Linked DNA regions of Mus musculus: region 2 is linked to region 1. Evidence: chromatin contacts called from public HiChIP or PLAC-seq data. All regions are on one chromosome and are shown on one strand. Each heading gives the region's core, a stretch centred on a gene start, on an enhancer-like site or on the middle of the called end of the contact. The rest is flanking DNA. Distances are from core to core; before and after follow the strand shown.

What was found. HiChIP or PLAC-seq counts read pairs in DNA pulled down with a chosen protein or histone mark.
Region 2: a contact with region 1 is called in an H3K4me3 HiChIP or PLAC-seq map of forebrain, with 7 times the contacts expected there. The contact joins two enhancer-like sites. A contact is called at or near these places in 4 of 15 datasets of contacts at CTCF or cohesin (CD8 T cells, the NIH/3T3 cell line and embryonic stem cells), 30 of 484 Hi-C or Micro-C datasets (CD4 T cells, the HL-1 cell line, the MC3T3-E1 cell line and 18 more), 12 of 115 datasets of contacts at active chromatin or transcription factors (T-cell acute lymphoblastic leukemia, embryonic basal ganglia, embryonic forebrain and 9 more) and 4 of 9 other capture datasets (adipose tissue, embryonic stem cells, liver and 1 more).

Annotation. Positions count from the first base shown.
Region 1 is chr15:84,258,501-84,264,415 of GRCm38.p6, reverse strand. The region is part of intron 1 of Parvb (parvin, beta); the gene reads right to left. Among named protein-coding and RNA genes, the nearest start is that of Gm33723, 21 kb to the right of the region's middle. Within about 2 kb of position 3,700, at least 25 of the 459 cell types and tissues checked have an H3K27ac peak or open chromatin away from gene starts, as enhancers often do. A contact at or near this core is called in cerebral cortex and forebrain, where this site is marked.
Region 2 is chr15:84,636,829-84,642,743 of GRCm38.p6, reverse strand. No RefSeq gene overlaps it. Among named protein-coding and RNA genes, the nearest start is that of Gm34201, 12 kb to the right of the region's middle. Within about 2 kb of position 2,738, at least 83 of the 459 cell types and tissues checked have an H3K27ac peak or open chromatin away from gene starts, as enhancers often do. A contact at or near this core is called in cerebral cortex and forebrain, where this site is marked.

The DNA.
Region 1 (5,915 bases), core at 2,451-4,950:
ATCTAGCAGTATCCCCTCCTTCCCCACCCCTGTACCTTCCTCAAAGCCAGTTGGAGCCAGGTCCTGTAGACCACACCCCGATACTGGCGGACCCTGGAAGAGGCCTTCTCTTATCTTACCTCTTTAAAAGTGCCTAGAATACCCTCTCAGTGTACCCGCCACCCTGGAAGGAACTAGGGCCACTCTTCTAGGTTCCCATGATTCACCGTTCATGTGACAGCGGCAAACTCTTAGCCTGGGGACATACTCATACCCAGGACCAGGCCTCAGATCATCCCCGTGGTCATGCATCCAGCACAAAGCCAGGCCCAGGCTTCGTGTACAGAGGATGCATGGCAAGTAGAGAGAGCAAAGAGACTTCAGCCAGGGATAGCTACCCAGAGCACAGACAGTGACTGTCACCTACAGATCACCTCTGGCCATTTCACTGATGGAAAAGAGGTCTCCCATTAAGGCTCACATTAGCCCAGCAGTCGTGGGTCACCAAGAACCCAATTACCACAACACAGTCTTATAGAGGCAAGAGGAAGGATGCTGCCAGGAGATTAGGGGTTGAGTGGGGGCAGGGGAGGCAGCCTTGAGCCACCCTCAGCCTCCTCTACTTTGAAGGGCAGACCAAGTATTCACACAGGTTTCCCTGACACAGAGACACTCCCCTCCCCCATGCCAGGCAGAATGCATCTGTCTCAGGAACTAGGTCTGAGGAGTGCACAATGCCTGATATCATGTGTGTGTGTGTGTCTCTCTCTCTCTCTCTCTGTGTGTGTGTGTGTGTGTGTGTGTGTGTGTGTGTGAAGCTGAAGCTCGGAGCTAGGGTTAAACAGACAATTCCTTCAGCCCTCACACAGTCTTTTTCTTCCCCTCTGTCCCCCAGGGTGATCAGGAAAATTTTAGAACTACAGAAAAAATAACTTCAATAGGAAGAAGGTTTCCGGGTTCACAATAAAATGTCAAGCTTTCCATATAGGCTCCCTGGGCAGGCTGAATCAGGGGTGGGAGAGCCAAGGCGGCCTCGCTCACAGAGAACACGGTCCTTGAAGGATAAAAGGCAGCCTAGCTGTCTCCTCACATGCAAAACCTCATGGGCTTCTTCAATCCACCCTCTATCCTGTAGGCTCTCAACCTGAGGGTCAAGACCCCCTTTGGGGTTGCATTATCAGATACCCTGCATATCAGATATTTACATTATGATTCATAACAGGAGCGAAATTACAGTTATGAAGTAGCGATGAAATAATTTGGTGGTTGCGGGGGTGGGGGTCACCACAGCATGAGGAACTGTATTAAAGGGTCGCAGCATCAGGAAGGTTGAGAACCACTGCCCTAAACACAACAGGGAGAATTCTGGAGGTGAGCCCATTGTCAGCCAGATGTGAGCTTTGACTGGTCTCTAACACCTTGGGTTTGCCCTCCTCTAACCCAAGCCAGTGTGCTCCCTAACCACTGACCCATCCAGTCCATCCCCCCAGCACAGTCCTCCTCTGCCTCCAGAATCCGGTCCACACCTGCCACAGTGTCCCCAGCCAACTGACTTTTCTAGCACCTCTTGTTCTGCCCCCTCTGGCAGACACTGCCTCCCCTAAGAGCTCAGACCACGGTGCCTTTACTCAGCCTGGGCATCCTCCCTGGCACCACGTCCCACAGTTACTGTTGGAACTGCATCCAGAATTTCCCATCTGCCTATGCATGCCCGGAAGTCATCTTCCAGTTCTGAAGGTCCCTACAATCCAGACAGAGAAACAGGGAGGAAAGCCTCACGGAACAGCTGTGGACACCGCATCTCTTACCACAGGGGACAGATAATAGTAGGTAGGCAGGATCACAGGGCCGTTGTAACAACTTTCCGCTACATGGAGAGTGGCTAAGGATAAGATTTAAGTCTCTCTGCCCCTACTCCTCACCCCATCACATAGCTGGGCCACATTTGGGCACTTACTCACTTCACCTGAGCTCACCTGAAGAGAACTGAGTCAAATCCATGTTCTGGAAGGCTCAGCTTGGAAGCCAGTGCCAAGGGCAGAGGACCTCACCAAACAATGCTCAGGGGATTCGGAGAGCAGGTACCAACGTCACCAATTCTCAAAGGACCCAGATGTCAAACACCCACCCTAAAGACGAGGCTCAACCAATTCGGAAGCTCCTGGAATCTCTGCCCAGGCTCCTGAGGTGTGGGTTGTAAGATCTCCGCACATGCACACCAAGGCTACGGGAATAAGCAGGATGAAGCATGGCTCATCCCTGGCTGCAGACGACGCTGCAGAGGCACAGGCCCTCCAAAGTCCCTGCAAAGAGCAGGTGTCAGACTCAAACCAGCACAGTGCCTATGGGAGGCTCAGGGCCATCTAAGCTCAAAGGGCTGTGGTAAAGCTGAAAATGCAGGCCCAGTCCAGGGGGAAAGGAAGTGTGGACCACAGCTATGGAGCAGTGAGGGCCAGCAAACAGCACAGGCCACTGGGGAAGGTCAGAGACTGCTGGAACCTCAACTTCAGGTACCCCAGGTTGCCGCTAGGGTCAAACCCAGGGACTCACACACACTAGGCAAATGCTCTGCCATTGAATTACGTCCCTAGTCCTTCCTTTTGGACACTGTCTTAGTTAAGGTTACTATTGCTATGGCGAAAGGGCTGGTTTGGTTTATGCCTCCAGATCATAGTCCCTCACTGAAGGAAGTCAGGACAGGAACTCAGGCAGGACAGGAACCTGGAGGCAGGAGCTGATGCAGAGGCCATGGAGAGGTGCTGCTTACTGGCTTGCTTCCCCTGCCTTGCTCAACCTGCTTTCTTATAGAACCCAGGACCACCAGCCTGGGGATGGCCCTGCCCACAATCACTAATCACTGCCCTCCCCCATCAATCACTAATTAAGAAAATGCTCTAATAGGCTTGCCCACAGCCCAACCTTATGGAGACCTTTTTCCAATTGAGGTTCCCTCCTCCCAGATGACTATAGCTTGTGTCAAGTTGTCATAAAACTAGCCAGCCCGGTGGCTCAGGCTGTCCTGGAACTCTCAATCCTCCTGCCTCGGGCCTCCCAAAGTGCTGGGACTACAGTATGTGACACCATGTCCAGCCAGTGTCACCACTGCAGAGTCACACAGCATACTGGCTAGTCTAGAGGACTTCAGCCCTATGACTTGATTCCCTGCTTTTGAAGCTGCACCCTACACCCCAGCCCCGCACAGAAGGGCTCCCCTGATCATCATCTGTTCTCTTGGCTCAGACCCTCAGCTCAGGTGCTGATGATCAATGACTCTTAACCCCAGGCCACACAGCAGGCCTTTTGCCGCAAGCCTTGGAGTCCCCAACTTAGGAAGGGTTGCTTTTGATCCCACTTCCTTTCAATCAATTCCACTGCCTTTCGACAAGTGATTTTAATCATGGTTGGGGGGAGGTGCAGAAGAATTCGGAGAGAGAAGAGCGTGCAACACCCCAAATACAAACAAACAAATAAACAGCAAAAGAGCAAAATGCAGATTTCCCTGCCGGTGGTGAACACACATCGTGCCATCCCTCTGAGAAAGCTATACAGGTTGCTTGCTCACCAAGGCAGACTGGGAATGAAATCTGCTGGTCGCTCGAAGCGGCAGAACAAGCCTGGTCAAGCTCAATACAGATAGAGAAATGCACTGTGTAGAACAGGAATGAGAGCAGAAATGGCAGCAGGAGAGTCACTCCTCAGCGGAGCCGGCGAGGCCCGCTTCCCAGCTGTGGAACCAGCGGTAATTAATCTGATCGGTAATGTTCCCACATACCCAGAAGTCCAAAGCGGTTCTGCTGAGAAAATAAGAAGATTAAATCATTAAGCCATTAACAACAACAACAAAAGAGCTCTACTGTACACCTGCCACGGGGAGAACCACTCCCCCCGCCCCCAAACTGGGCTGAGAGCAGGAACGCTATGTACATGGCGCCCTCTAGTGGTCATCTGTACTATGGCTGTCTGACGAGACTTCGTTCGGGAGGCAGGTCCAGTTTAATCTTCTTTGGCTGAGATAAAAAGCAAAGACCTGGGTTGGGGGGCGGGGACGGGGGGAGGGGTGCTCAGAACACTAGCACTGGACTCTGCAAGCTTGGCAGATGAGGAGCCAGGGCTAAGAGCCTATGTAGACACGCTCCCTGCCCCTGACACTCTTGGAACCCACGGATCCCACGCACTTCCCCAACACATTGGCCTCCCTTGACAGCTCCTTTCTTCGAGGCATTGTCACAGTTTGGCACATCTGCGCCAAAGGTTTAGCTGCCATCACTTCTGTAAAGGGCAGGCGTGTCACCTGCTTGTCTCCTGGCTCCTCAGGGCATCAGGCAGAGAGCAAACTGCTCAGAGAACAGCTGGCTAATCCTCAGTGAGTTCAGGAGCAACTGGGCCAGCAATCTGCAGCTTTAATCAATCATTTATTTGCAGTTATTTTCCCTATTTTGGTCTTTGGAGAACAATCTTGATACGTAGCCCAGGCTAGCCTCAGACTCACAGGCCTTCTCCTGCCTCATTGGTCCAATTGCTGAGTGGGATTACAGGCATCTGCCATCATTCCTGCCTGGGGATTCTCGCTGTAACTCCCTGGACCTCTTTCTCCTACATCTTTTATGGTTGCATGGTGCTTCCCCTTCTGTGATGAAAAAAATGAATGTATACTGAAGTTAGCTTGGGTAGTACAAGCAACCCCATGGGGTCTCCAGGCAGGAAGAGAAGCCTGGAACAGAGACAGACTGGGAGATGCAGTGTGCTGATGGCTGGGGGGATGGCGGGGACAGCACGGGTCCTTTCAGAACTGGAAGAGGTCAGAGATGAAAACTCATCGAAGCCTCCAGAAGGCTGGAAAGCCCAGCCCTGATCCTGACTGATGACGTTCAGGGCTGTAAGGCAACACACAGACTCCCGTTCTAACTAATGAGGTTCTGGTGCCTCATTGCCACAGTCCTACAGAAACAAACAAGGGCATGGGGGGCACGTTGCTTTGATCCCAGCACTCCGAAGGCAGGCAGATCTCTGTAAGTTCAAGGCCAGCCTGGTCTACACAGCGAATTCCAAGACAGCCAGGGCTACATAGAGAGACCCTGTCTCAAAAAGACAGAAAGGAAAAAAACAAACAAGGAGGGTGGCTACCAGAAGCCTTGCACATCCAGATAGACTCTCCCACTGGCCTTTCAAGAGCTGTTGAAAGAGACAAGCCTGGGTCACTCAGCAGCAGAACTTTAGACAGAAAGGAAGAGCTGTTTGACCTCACTGTAGAGAGCACCGCCCCTCCCTGATCCACACAGCAAGGCAGCCACTGGTCCTTGACACAGAGGTCAGGGTGGGGGGTCTTCTAGAAAACAGATTTCCCAACAGGCATTGGCTTTTATGGGCAGACACCACAGGACGGCCACCCGCAGCACCTGAAGCCACCTCCCCTGAGCTAGCCTCTCCGAAGGTTTACCCAGCAGCCTTGGCCTGAAGGCAGTTGGGGACCAGGCTACCTCCAGCTTTCCACACTGCCTGGCCATTTAATAGTTTTCACAGGAGCAGTCGGAGGTGTGCTAATTGCTTGCCCTTTGCAGCCACAGCTGAGCCCCATAAGCCGCCCTCCTCCTGAAGCTTTGTCTTCTCTGCTTTGTCCCCAAGGCCACCTCCTTGGCCCCTGACCAACAGGGCAAGCATATTCTCTCCTCTGCTCCATTCCCCGGGTAACAAGTTCTTGAGAACTGTGGACATTTTCAAATCCACACACAAGCCACTAGCTTCTGTGAGACCCTGGAGGAGGTGGCCCCGGAGCCGTGTTTTGAAGGTGGCTGGCCTGCCAGGAAGATGAGATTCCATCCTTTTGTTTCTGCCATGTGGGGTACTTATGAACAACCTGGCAAACATATCCTTCGATGTAAGGGCCTGTGGCCTGCAGGGGTGTTATAAACCAGGGACAGGAAGTACTGCTCCTCCGT
Region 2 (5,915 bases), core at 1,489-3,988, 380 kb before region 1:
ACTCTATGTTGCTGCTGTAAACGTGCAGTGACAATACAGACCCTCTGGCTCCTGCTGCTACCTTGCCACCGCGGTCCTTGATTTATTTGCACTCGTCTGGTGTCTCCCGCCAGGATCCATGGCACTTGGTAGGCTCCCCCCTCAGCTCTGAGATGCTTCTCAGATGCTCCGTGGCGGAACCTGTGCCCGAGGGAATGGCATCATGCGAAGCTGAGAGTGTGAGACTGTGGGTAGAGATCCAGGATGAGGGGCCGGCAACATGACTCAGGCAGTGAAGGTGATTGTTGCTAAGCTTGATGACCTGAGTTCAATTCCTGGGACCCACAAACCTGGTGCCTCACAAGGTGCCTAGCTGTGTAAGAGGAACTCCTGCCCCCTGTTCTACAGCTTCGGGAAGAGAGTCAGAGAGACAAGGCCATCCGAAACACAGGCTATCCCTTCTGGTTAGTATATAGTTGCACAGGCTAAGTAAGTCATGGCTCTCCCAGCATCTTCTTCTCAGATAGTGCTCCTACTGTACTGGAGAGCCTGGTGCTGAGGTCTTGGTGACCATGCCCAGTCTGTGTGAGCCTTCAGCCCCACCCCTGGGTCTGAACCAACAAGTGACTCATGTAAGTTTGGAAGGAGCAGAGGAGTGGAGTGAACACTTTAACCAAACCCTTTTGAATAAAAGCCTCAAGATTTAAGCAGTCCTGGCCAGTGTGGAAGGCTTTCTTGGAAGCCAGGCTCTTGTGAGCTGAGCCTTGCCTACTGGGGTCTCCAGAGATCCAGGCTTTGGCATATGGCAGACACTTTTTATAAATATTTCTCCCATCTAAGTGCCAACCGGGACTGAGCCTCCTTAGTTTCTGGGGTCAGATGAGATAGAATGTGTGCCCAAATGTGTCGATGTGGTAGAGTTTCTTGGCTGAATGGTGCCTCTGGGGAGGTGCATCCCAGACCTCGAGTCTGCTAGCCCAGGCTCTGCTTCAGTGTGCTGTGCAGTTTCACGCCAGCACCTTGTCTCTCTGATGTTCAGTTTCTTGGTTCATTAAGTAGCAGGGTGTTGAGAGGGCCTGAGATCATGAGAGAGAAATGATTGGCCTCATAGTGCCAGGGGGCATCAGGCAATCAGTCCTTTATGGCTGCCATCGGTTGTCCAGATGGATCCCAGGGCATCTGCCTGACTCAGGCTGGCTTGGATGTCTGGAGTGGCTGTGGGCTCTGGGTGCTGACTGTAAGAGATGGATATCGGCTCAAGACCCCCCAAGATCAAGTTCTCAGCACAAAGGAGATGTAGTTGCCCCAGAGAGACAAAGTGCAGGGAATAAGAGTCAAAGACAGGACATGAGGGAGAAGGGGGAGGGGACAAGGGAGAAGGGGGAGGGGACAAGGGAGAAGGGGGAGTGGACAAGGGAGAGAGGGCAAGGGCATTTGTCCCAGAGTCGAGAGGCACAGGTCTGCCTCTGGATAGTGAGAAGGCAGACGTGGCCCTTAGGCAAATGGCAGTTTATGAAGATAAAAGGGGGAAACCCTGCGTTAGGATGCAGTGTTTAATTTTGATTAGGCAGGTTAACTAGGTGAGCCAAAGCTTTCGATTGCTGGATGTCAATACTTTGATAGCTGGACCTTGGTAGTCAGTCAGCCTCAGGACAAGTAGACAAATAAGCGAATAGACTTTGGTGGCCAGCTTTAGGAATGCGAGGCAGAGGGCATGGGAGAGAAGGGCAAGGCCTGACAGAACTATGTGTGGCGTGCTCCGGCTGGCTAGAGTCCCTTCTCTGTCTGCAAGGGGCTCTGACAAGGGTCTGGTTGTGCACATTGGTACAGTTCTCTAGGTTTTGACTCACAGCCCAGGCTGGCTTGAGCTTGCAGTCTTCTGTTTCAGCCTCCACAGCAGTGGGGTTACTGGATATATGCCACCATGCTCAATTCCCCTGGACGCTATTATAGAGTCCTTCCAGTTCACTGTTGCCGGTGTTCAGGAGTGGTGTTCTGGGCCAGAGATAGTGCTGAGGTAAAAGGCATAAGCCACCCACTCAATGCAAAGATTGTTAAAAAAAAAACGATTTTAATTTTATGTGCATTGGTGTTTTGCCTGCATGCCTGTCCGTCTGGGGGTATCAGATCTTCCAGAACTGGAGTTATGGATGGTTGTGAGCTGACATGTGGGTCCTGGGATTTGAACCCTGGTCCTGTGGAAGGACAGTCAGTGTTCTGAACCGCTGAGCCTTCTCTCTATCTAGCCCTTGATGCCGAGATTTTAGAACGTCAACATCAAGCCCAGTTTGTGGCTCACAATTAGAACCAGAAAATAGGTTCTCCTCAGTGCAGTGAATGCAGTGTGCCAGTGCTGACTCCCCTCAGGGTCCTCACAGCAAGTTGACAAAAGTGTGTGTGTGTGTGTGTGTGTGTGAGAGAGAGAGAGAGAGAGAGAGAGAGAGAGAGAGAGAGAGAGAGAGAGAGTGCCTGTCTGTCTCCAAGCCCAGCCTAGTCCTCACCCATGGGGGCATGTCCATATCTAGCTGAAGAATGACTATTGAGGAACACAAATGAATGACAGAGGCTCCCTGGTGTCCCCTCCCTGGTGTGTCTCTCCCTGGTGTCCCCTCTCTGGAGTCCCCTCCCTGGTGTCTCCTCCCTGGTGTCCCCTCCCTGGTGTCCCCTCCTTGGTGTCTCCTCCCTGATGTCTCCCTCCTGGTGTCCCCTCCCTGGTGTCCCCTCTCTGGAGTCCCATCCTTCGTTCCTCAGCCACAGCTGGCAGAAGCTCAAAGACTGAGCAGTGTCCACTGGCCAGCTGCACTCTGACCCTTGCTCTCCTGAGTGGCCTCTCAGCCCATCTGGAAGCAGAAGGGCCTGCCCCCAGGGCCCCAAGCCTCCAAAGTGGGAACAGATATCTCCAGTCACTTAGACTGTGAGGAAGCCCAGGCCCCTATCTCTCCTCAGCCTCCAAGCCAAGCAGTTCTGGGAGGGGACAGTTAATTTGAAAAATGTTTCCATGGTTGAATGGAAACTTCTGCTGGGCAAAGGGAAGAAAGGAATTGTTAACGAACTACAGAAGCCCAGGGCCTTTCATCTTCAGTTCTTGGAAGAGCCAGACTGTTCTGGCCTGGAACAGCGTGTTCTCCCAAATAGCCCAGGCACAGCCAGCCAGGGAGCACGGGCTTTGGAAGATGACCACAGAGTGGCCATCACCAACCATCCCGGATGTGCACATGTCCTGTCTTGTGACCCTCTTTTGTGTGCTCATTTAAAGAGGGTCCAGAAGCTGGGACTGCACTTTGGACCCGGGTCCCTGGGAATTCTAACCACACAGGGTTTACCCTGAAAGCGAGCCTCAGACAGCTCAGAGGAACTTAGCCGTTTAGGTCAGGGACGAACGCCATAGAGGAAGAATCAGCCAGGCAGGGCCTGGTAGAGGTTCACCCTGGGTCTCTGGCAGCAGCTTAAATGTCTGCATTTTCTGGAGGCCCATCTGGCTGCAGAGTTCAGGAAGTCAGAGGACCGAGTGGGGCTCAGGGAACTTCTGGGATGTGGGAAGAGGTTTACACTGTCTACTGGAGCACAGCTCATAACTGCAGGAAGGCATACTCACACTCAAAGTTCATCTTGAAGTTAGAAATGCCAATGCTGAATAGAATGCATGGGGGGGGGTGTGGGCATGTGTGTATGTGTGTGTGGCTGTGTGTGTATGTGTGTGTGTCTATGTGTGTGTTAGGGTGTGTGTGTGTGTGTCTGTGTGTGTTAGGGTGTGTGTGTGTGTCTGTGTGTGTGTCAGGGTGTGTGTGTCTGTGTGTATTAGGGTGTGTGTGTGGCTATGTGTGTTAGGGTGTGTGTCTGTGTGTGTTAGGGTGTGTGTGTGTCTGTGTGTGTGTTAGGGTGTGTGTGTGTGGCTGTATGTGTTAGGGTGTGTGTGTGTGTGGCTGTGTGTGTTAAGGTGTGTGTGTGTGTGTTAGGGTATGTGTGTGTGTCTGTGTGTTAGGGTATGTGTGTGTGTGTGAAGTTAGGGATGTGGGTGAAGCATTGGCTTTTGTCTTATGTTTCTCTCCCTGGTTGTGACAAGATACCAGACAGTAGCTGCTTAAGAAGGAGGGGTTTGTTCTGCCTCACAGTTTGAGACACAGGGGGTGTTGCAGGCCTTGGGTCACACTGTGAGCTCAGCCAGGAAGCAGAGAGACATGTGACCTTTTCCTCTTTCAGTCTGAGATGCCAGCACACAAAGGCTTCTGCTGCCTGTTAAGGGTGGGCCTTCTCATTTCAGTTAAACTTCTCTGAAAACACACACACACACACACACACACACACACACTTTCCCCACAACTTCTTCACCCTCACATACACACACATGCATACATGCACACACAGAAACATAAACACACGCGCGCACACACACACACACAGACACACACAGACACACTCGGAGATGGTCTCCCAGGAGATTCTAAATCCTGTCAGGCTAACTATAAAAATGAATCCTCACAGGCTGTCTTAGTCAGTGTACTCAGTGTTCTACTGCTGTGAAGAGACACCAAGACCATGGCAACTCTTATAAAGGAAAGCGTTTAATTGTGGCTTGCTTACAGCATCAGAGACTTAGCTTATTATTGTCAGGTGGAAGAGCATGGTGGAGCACAGGCAGACTTGGCGCTGTAACAGTTGAGAGTTCTACATCCAGATCTGGAGGCAGCATGAAGAGAGAGAGTCTGGCCCTGGGTTGAGCATTTGAGACCCCCAAAGCCCATCCCCAGTGACGACTTCCTCCAACAAGACCACACTGATTCCAACAAGACCACACCTACTCCAACAAGGCCACACCTCCTAATCCCTGTCAAGTAATACCACTCCCTAATGACCAATCCTTTAAATTTATGAGCCTCTGGGGACTACTCCTATTCAAACCACCACACAGGTTTATAGTGTATTTTTGAAAACATGGGGCAATGACTATGAATTCTGTTTAGGAAAAGAAAGTCTCAAAAAAAAAAAAAAAAAAAAAAAACCAAACAAGACTACAGAGCCTGGACTGCTATTGAGGAGAGAGGCCACTCACTGATATATTCAAGGCCCAGGAAGTAAACTAAAATTGCAAGGCTCAGGAACTTCCTGAAACTTACAAGATTCACAAGGTCTCTCCCCAAGGCTATGTAAGTAGTAACAGTGGCTGAGAAGAGGAGACTCTAAGAGTTGTCTGCAAGCTGCACAGGTAGCTTTAGGGATACAGCTTTTTGTGAGTCATTATTGTGCTGGAGTTGACTTCTTAGTGACATAGTTGCCCTTGAACTCCCTGCTCCTGTGAGTAACCCCTCAGTAATGCCCTTGTGAGTAATCTCTCTCACACTTCTGTAAGTAACTCTAAAAAACTCACTGGTTCACTGGGGTAGGTTTTAAATGGAACTGTCTCTTTGGTCTGTCTTCAACGTCCTGTCTGGGATGCATAGATATTTGTCACATCTCCCCAGGGAAAGTGATACAGCAGCTGTGAAGTGAATCCAGGGCCAGCCTGGGATACATAACGAGACTCCGAAAAAGACAATAATTGTGTGGGATACTGAGATGGGATGAAATGTAGACCAAGAAAACCAGTATGGGTTTTCTTTTTTTTTTTCTTCCATTTTTTTATTAGGTATTTAGCTCATTTACATTTCCAATGCTATACCAAAAGTCCCCCATACCCACCCACCCCCACTCCCCTACCCACCCACTCCCCCTTTTTGGCCCTGGCGTTCCCCTGTACTGGGGCATATAAAGTTTGCAAGTCCAATGGGCCTCTCTTTCCAGTGATGGCCGACTAGGTCATCTTTTGATACATATGCAGCTAGAGTCAAGAGCTCCGGGGTACTGGTTAGTTCATAATGTTGTTCCACCTATAGGGTTGCAGATCCCTTTAGCTCCTTGGCTACTTTCTCTAGCTCCTCCATTGGGAGCCCTGTGATCCA